2 separate regions of the Mus musculus genome follow, and region 2 is linked to region 1. The links are chromatin contacts, called in public promoter capture Hi-C maps. All regions are on one chromosome and are shown on one strand. Each heading gives the region's core, a stretch centred on a gene start, on an enhancer-like site or on the middle of the called end of the contact. The rest is flanking DNA. Distances are from core to core; before and after follow the strand shown.

Region 1 (3,944 bases), core at 1,400-3,899:
TGTTGGGGTGGGGGGAGGGGTAGCATACCCCCTCCCCACCTATAAATTTCGATCCTGTTTTCTAGAACACTACCTGTCCCAGAACTCCTTGGGGGTGTGAAATCTTACACCTGCTCTCCCTGTTTCCCTGGAGAATCCCCCCTCACCCCAAGATGGCTGACCCATCCCAAGATACAGAGCTGATGGGAAAGCTGCAGAGGGAGAATTCTTTATTGCGTGAGGCACATTGGAGGGCAGCCCAGCAGGGCACGACCTCAGCCAGCTGGCGGTCAGGGCTGGGCTCGACGCCATGGGCCTCTTTTCCCGGCTTCCTCTGGTCCCTGGGGAGCCGCCCTCACTCGGCAGATTCCGCATCAAACCTGAGTTCCTGCAGAACCTCGCCGATCGCCTCCATGGTTTTAATTACCCTACAAGAGCGGATGGAAACTATAAATAAAACCCAGATGGGGTGAATTAGCTGAGCTGCACAGCTAGCGGGGAGGGGGGCTATGGCAAGCCTTGGGCCCTCCTGCTTGCTGCCAAACCTCAAGCCCAGCCTGGGAGCATGCCCAGGAGGCCGGGTGGCTCGTTGGGTCACAGTAGGCTCATGGGAAAGGCCATGGTGGTGGGGGGAGGGGATGTTTGTGCATGCCTATCTATGCATAGAGACCTGCAATAGACCTAGAGGGGTTCACAGGGGAGCAAGTGACTGGTCACATTCAAACTCCTGAAAGCAGTGGAAACTGTAAGAGATGTGATATACATGCACATCCTAGGAAGTACGCATCTGGGAGCACCAGAGTGCATCAGAGTGTCTGCCCTCTCTGACTGGCTCTGCGCTGGGCTGACTCAATCTAAGGTGCCAATCTAAGGTGGCAAGCCAAGGGGCCAACAGGGCTCACTTTATTTTCAGCTGGTGCAACTTTTCAGGGTCCTGTTCTGACACTCCTGGTGTCCCCATCACCTGCAACAGTGCCACCTGGAGGAGGAAATGGGAGTTACAGTAGACAAAAGCCACACAGAGGGAAGGAGGGCCAGGAGTGGACTCTAAGGAGAGCAGAGCTTGAGTGGGAGGTAGCGTATGACTTGCTTTTAGGGCTCTCCTATGGAAGGAGGTACAGAATATGGTCACAGTTTGGAAAAACCAGGGAATGGTGGCAGGTATGGTGGGTGTGGCCTCCACCCCAGTGGCCGGACATGGAGTTCGAATTCTAGGATGGAAATGGAACTCTGCAGAGTTTGGGATTCTGCACTAAGAATTCCAGACCAAAGAGCTACATGGTTTACAGTGGGCAAGCTCCTCCCCTGCTACCACTGGCTATAAGGTTAGGGTAGGTGGGGTCTTGGGATCTGGGTCAAGGACCAAGGATGACAAGTGTCTGAGGATGTTTGTGGAAGAAGTAGTTTGTGGGTTCCAACGGTGATAACCCAGAGTTAGGGACTTAAACAGCCACAGTGGTCGATGCGTTGGGTTTCTGGAGTTCTTAGGACAGCTTTACAGAGGGGCTGGTATAATTAAGCAAAAATTTGGGAGGGAAATGTAGTTAGCCAGGAAAGAGTGGGAGAGGGCCCAAATGCATAGAGGTGTTTGGCAAAAATAGTAGTAGGTCGGGGTGGCTGGGAATGGGTTGTGGACCATGCCCCACTCTAAAAGGAGAGGGGTGGTGGTCTTACCGTGGCCAGGCGCGTCTGTTCTAGCTCCTGCAGGCTGCGCACGTGGCGGGCGAGCACCGGTTGCGCTCGAGGCCCTGCCAACTCTGCTTCCACTGCCAATACCTCCCGCGAGGCAGCGGCGAAGGCCTGGGTCACCTCGTGCACGACACTCCGGTAACTCGGGAAGTCATAGTGCTGACCACTGAGCAGGTACTGACGGTGAGCTCTGCAGTGGACCGGGAGGATGCTGAATCGACACGCTGACAAGCAGACCACGCTCCCTGCTCCAGCTACGTGGAAGATACCCCCGACTCGAAAGAGACAAACCCGAACTCCACAGACTGGGTCTGTCAGGACAGAGCTAGTGCTTAACCATCTCTGCACTCAGAGAAATGAGGGATCTTGTGGAGGGTCACACCACAGCTGCTCCCGCCAGGCCACGCCCACGGTCACATGCTGCTCTACACCTATCTACCCTGCTACTAAAAGCTACACCCTCAGCTCTACCCAACTCCCCCAAATAGACAGGCTTCAGTGTCACAGATCCTTTTACCCACCCTTCTAGACTTCGCTTTCAAGTACGCCCTGCTCCCGGCAGCAGCACTCCTGCATCTCCTGGACCAGATCTGGCTCTCTCCCCACCTCTTCCGACCAAGTCCACAACCTAGGTCCTCCCAGCCACGCCTCCAGCCGCCTCCCCTCAGGTCCCCCTCAGGCAAGCTCTCCCAGGGCCCGCCCCCTCCTCCAGCCCAGCCCGCTCACTGGTCTAGACGGCGGAAGGCCTGTGCGCGTTCATTCTGAAGCTGCTGAATCCTCTGCACCAGTGTAGCGATCGGGGCGTCTCTCTATGGGGGTGTGGGGCCATGAAGCCGGAGTCCTGAGCCCATCCCGCCACCCCGCGCCCGTCCCACCCGCAACCGGGCTCACCCAGGCCCACGCGGACTCCGCAGACCCGGGACCGTCTGCAGCAGCCAACACCTCTGTGGCGGCGGTGAGCATGACTGCGCAGTCAAGTGGCACTAGGGAATGGCCGCTGCGCCCCCTGCCGGCCGGGAGGTCCACCACCAGCCCGCGCGCCTTTGAATTCGTTTTTTTTTTTTTTTTTTTTTGAGACAGGTTTTCTGTGTAGCCCTGGCTGTCCCTGCCTCTGCCTCCCAAGTGCTGGGATTAAAGGCGTGTGTCACCACCGCCTGGTGGAACTCTAAATAGTTTCTAAAGCAACTAAATGGTTAGTTCCAGGGCTGTGTACATCCGCCAGATCCTTGCAACAAGCGGGGCTCGAATAGGGCCTAAATCGAAGTTAAGGCCACAAGTATTTCTGTACCGGTGATGCTTACGAATGTAGTTGAACCAGTTTTGGTTTCAGTGGCTGAGTACTAGTTGCTGTTGCAGGACTGAACCCAATGACACTACCCACATAGCCACTCACACCTATATGCAGGACACCTAATGCACCCCCAGCCCCCCAGACAGGGTTTCTCTGTATAGCCCTGGCTGTCCTGGAACTCATTTTGTAGAGCAGGCTGGCCTTGAACTCAGAAATCCGCTTGCCTCTGCCTACAGAGTGATGGGATTAAAGTGCACCACCATGCCCATCACGCATTTTTTTTTTAAAAGTATTTATTATATGTAAGTACACTGTAGCTGTCTTCAGACACACCAGAAGAGGCATCAGATCAATTATGGATGGTTGAGCCACCATGTGGTTACTGGGAATTGAACTCAGGACCTCTGGAAGAGCAGTCAATCAGTGCTCTTAACCACTGAGCCACTTCTCCAGCCCCTAACAAACCTTTTGATGTCATCTCACATAGTGCACACAAACCATCCATTCAGATTATACCTTTGAAATGGGATTCCCAGCACCGGGGAGGTAGGATATACTCTGAAAGCTTCCTTCCCTAAATTACTTTGGAGATGTTGGTTGCACATACATGGGGGATTTGCAAGCTGCTGGCAACCAGGTTCGAACCCACGGAACCTTCCAAATGACAAGACAGACTGCATACCTGAAGTCAATTACAAGCAACATGGCCTGTCTAAGACTCCCCACGATGGGTGAAATGGTCCTAGACGCCCTAGAGTACCCAGCTACTCATGCAAAAGTGTGCCTGATACTCAAAAATCAAAGGTAGATGAGGCGGCCTCATAAACTCATATAAAGTGTGTTGCCTGTAGTCCCTGGTGCCATGCCTGATGGTGAACTCTATCAGGTTGTCCAGCAACTTAACTGGCGTACAGAGTACTGAGTCAGGTGAACTGCTCCCCCAGAGACCCTAAATTGTGGCCCCACACATCAGAGCCAAGACAAG
Region 2 (3,802 bases), core at 466-2,965, 290 kb after region 1:
TGGTTGTAGGAAGCCAGCTCCACTCCCCCTCCCTGTCCCTGAACCTGCTGTCCCTACCTTCCCAAGATCCTGCCAAAGAGCTAATGCTTCAGTCTGTGGTATCACACCCCTTCAATCCAGTCTCTGAATTGGGGGCTACAGTGTGGGCTACATACAAACCCATGTCCCTTTCGGCCCACCTGCCCTGATCCCCCAGCCCAGGTCTCTGGCCCGTTCTGCCCACCAGACCCTGAGCTTCGCCTCCACCTTGGCAGAGTTGAAGTCACAGGGATCCTGCCCTCCTTCCCAGCCCCCTACAGTCACCCAGCAACGGCGGCTCTGACTGAAGGCAAGGAGAGCAGCCCACACAGCCCTCCACCAACGCAGCTCTGTAAAAGTGTCAGGGAGGGAGCGACAGGAGGGGCCCTAAGGAGGCAGGGAGGGTTTTGGGTAACAGAAGGGCAGTTTGCAGGCCAAGATAGGAGGTGCCGCAGGCAGCAAAGGGCATAGGTTTTAGGGAGCTGAGCCCAGCCTGTCTGTTGCTGCAGGAGGCTCTGTTTTCCCCATCAGGACAACCAGAAGGTGCACAAAATCAACACACCCTGTGAAGCTGGCCTTGGGGGACCTATGCTCTAAGAGCCTGCCTACAGGAGGCCACGCCCCCAGAGTCAGCTAAGCCACAGGTGTGGACACAGTACAAACCAGCATTGAGCTGGGGGACCCACCAACTGTACCTGCTCTTCACACAGGGAAATCGGGGCTACCAGCTACCAAGAGGGTAAAGAATTGCCCCCTAGGCTGAAGTGTGGGTGCAGAAGCGGAACCCAAAGGGCCCTGCAAGACTTCCTGTCGCCCCCCCTCTGCACACGACACACACTGGCAGCCACATCCTCTCCCTGCCCTGCTGTCCCATGGTCCTGCACCGGTAGCCAATGAGACTGGTTGGTTCCTTTCCCTTATGCTTAGACAAGACCTTGAAAACAACCATATTGGACGCCTCAGAGAACCTGGATCATCTCACTTGAGCACACATTAAATGCCAACTGCTTACACTGTTCCTTGCTCTAAAAGGCCTGTAAGCCATGGTAGGCACCACACTATCTCAAGGCCCAGTCGAAGCTTTGGATCGAGCACTCAGGGTCCTTGCATCTCAGACTTTTCCCAACTATGCTAACCTAAATACAGAGAAACACAAGCACAGAGAGGTTGAAGAACTACCTGGAGTCACACCGCACGGTAAAAGCTATCTTACAATTAGAACCTGGGTCGACAGTTGAGGCACCATCTCTCTTGGCCTCTGTGCCTTGCAAAGGAGGACCTGGGCCGAGGAGAAGCATGCCTTCTTGGCTGTAGACCTGCCACCCACTCGTCAGTCTGGGCCATGAGTATTTGCATCTGCGCCAACATTTCCGCTGAGTGTCCAGAACAGACTGCTTCATTCTTCCCAAATTCATCGCTTTGCAAGGCCCGAGTCCCAAGTTCAAATACCGGCGTCCACAGCTAGACCCTGCGCCCCAAGCCGTCCCTACCTTTTGGAACGCTGTAGCAGCGCACCCTTGGCCAGGCGGCTGCGGTGCCCCGGGGCCGCGACCGCGGTCCAGTAGCTGGGGTCGGACATGCTGCCGCCCTCCGTCTGCCCGGGCCTCGGCCAGATCGGCCGGATTCGGCCTGAGCCCCGTAGAGCGGCCCAGTGGCCGCGGGCAACAAGGAGCGCGCGCGGTAGCAAGGAGGAAGCCCGGCTGGGAGCCCCGCCCAGTCACGGGGCGGAGCCTGAGGGGGCGTGGCGTCGTGATGGAGGAGGAAGGGGGGCGAGGCGTTGCTACAGTGCTAGGCGGGGCGTTGCTAGGGTCCCCAACTAAGGAGCTTTTGTTGCTACAGCTCTGCCGGAAGCGCTGGGATGGAGCGCAGTTAGAACCCGCCTGTCGGTGCCCAGCATTGCCAGGGCCTTGAGGGACAGCGCGGGGCGTTGCTAGGGCCCCGAGCAGATCGGCGCGGCGTAGTGGACGTTGCTAGGGCTCTGGGACTAACGTGAGCGTTGCTAGGCCCCCTAGCAGCACAGGCAGGGGTTTGCTAGGGTTCTGAGCATAGGGGGCGGGGTTACCTGGCCGTTGCTAGGGCTCTAGGTAGCAAGGGCGGGGCGTTGCTATGGACCTCAGCAACACAGGCAGGTTGTTGCTAGAGCTCTAAGCACCAGGAGAGGCACCCTGACAGGAGAGCGAGGCGTTGCTATGGACCTCAGCAGCCCAGGCAGGGCTTTGCTATGGTTCTGAGCATTGGGGGGGCGGGGCTACCTGGCCGTTGCTAGGGCACTGCGCGGTGAGGGCGGGGCGTCGCTAGGGCCACAACAAGCAGGTGGGGCGTTGCTAGGGCCTGGACGGCGGAGTAGAGCTTTGGCGGTGCTAGTAGTGCAGGCTGTGACGGGTCTGCCCTCTGACTTGGAGGTGTTAGCCCTGCCTGGCTCTTCCCCTTTCCTTCCCATCTGTATGATGTCTGCGATGAACGCAGTGTGCATGGCCACGAAAGCCATTACCAAAGGCGATAAGTCATATATACTACAAACCAAAGGAATATGTCCTTTTCCCCCAGGTCCTAGGTAGCCAGTGGTCATTCTGACAGCACCCGACTCCCTGGACTTTTAGACACCGGATCAGAGCCTTGCTCGGATTTGAAGCTCAGATCCTATATTTGGTGCAAGAAGATAGCTGGGGAAACTGAGGCACATGCACCCAGGTTTTCCCCAACTCATCCTTGTCAAGTCACTCTGAGACTCTGCCACGTCTCCTCCAGGCTCTTTGCCACGTCAGGCGTTTCCCATGCTGCTGGCTGCAGCACAAACCCATATCCAGTCATTTATTCACTTGATAAACATTTATTGAACACTTACAGTTTACCTGCCTCTGGGACATCTAGGGGTGACTTCAAGGTAGTCCTTGATCTCAGATAAGGAGACAGATGAAGAATGTCAAAGAGTAACTTCAAAGAAAGAGGGATATAGCTGTGCTGGCAGAATGCTTGCCTGGCATGGAGGGCTCCATCCCAGCCCTCACCACACTTTTGGAGGTGGTAACACACACCTGTTGTCACAGGACTTGAGGGGTACAGGTAGGAACTTAAGGCCAGCCTGGACGATATTTCTTTCTCAAGAAATAGCAAAGAAGGCAAGCAGACAGGCAACATAATAATTTTGACCATGAGAAAGAAGAGAATCAGTGGGCATGGGGAAAGAGTGTCACAGATGGGGAGGAGGGTGCTCGCTGAGCTAACCACACAGCTGCAATAAGGATTGGAGCTCACTGAAAATGCAACAGGGAGCCATGGATGGTGTTAGAGCGCCTCCATGTCTGTCCTGGAAAGCAAAGAAAGACCTTTGAGAAGCTGGGATAGAGGGTTAAGCCTCTAGTGAGGAGCTGGTGGCATGAGGGGACAAAAGCTGAAGACTACATCATGGAAAGACCTGGAGAAAGGGAGTGGCTAGAGCCCAAGTTCTGAGTCACAAGGACAGGCCCTGAAGTGGCCACATGTGACCAAGAGGATCATGATCACCTTGTGTCAGGTCTGAGCACTGAGCTCAAAGCCTCCTGACTGTGGACACAAATGGTGATGGAGCCCTGGGCTTCATACACCTCCAGGAAGAGCCACCCACCACTGTTGTGCCTGGGAACACACCTCCACGACACACCTGATACACAGCTGTTTCCTTATCCCCAGCCACAGACTAATGCCTTAGCAGCCCACCTGGCCTGTTTCCCACTCTGAAGAACTGGGCTATGCAACTATCCAGAGTGCCTGCCTGGCAAGGCTGAGCATACAGGGGTCCCTGCTC

Evidence for each region. Promoter capture Hi-C pulls out the DNA fragments that hold promoters and counts their contacts.
Region 2: a contact with region 1 is called in a promoter capture Hi-C map of neutrophils, with 4 times the contacts expected there. The contact joins the promoter of Mast3 here to the promoter of Rex1bd in region 1. A contact is called at or near these places in 3 of 39 promoter capture datasets (embryonic stem cells, neural stem cells and neutrophils), 2 of 484 Hi-C or Micro-C datasets (CD4 T cells and embryonic stem cells), 3 of 115 datasets of contacts at active chromatin or transcription factors (embryonic stem cells and pancreatic cancer cells) and 3 of 9 other capture datasets (adipose tissue, liver and pancreatic islet).

Annotation. Positions count from the first base shown.
Region 1 is chr8:70,504,103-70,508,046 of GRCm38.p6, forward strand. Rex1bd (required for excision 1-B domain containing) reads right to left here and starts at 2,650. Exons shown (of 5, transcript NM_025577.3): 1 at 2,560-2,650; 2 at 2,395-2,477; 3 at 1,654-1,858; 4 at 882-958; 5 at 193-407. The coding sequence starts at 2,631. The coding sequence ends at 335.
Region 2 is chr8:70,790,718-70,794,519 of GRCm38.p6, forward strand. Mast3 (microtubule associated serine/threonine kinase 3) reads right to left here and starts at 1,716. Exons shown (of 26, transcript NM_199308.2): 1 at 1,509-1,716. The coding sequence starts at 1,597.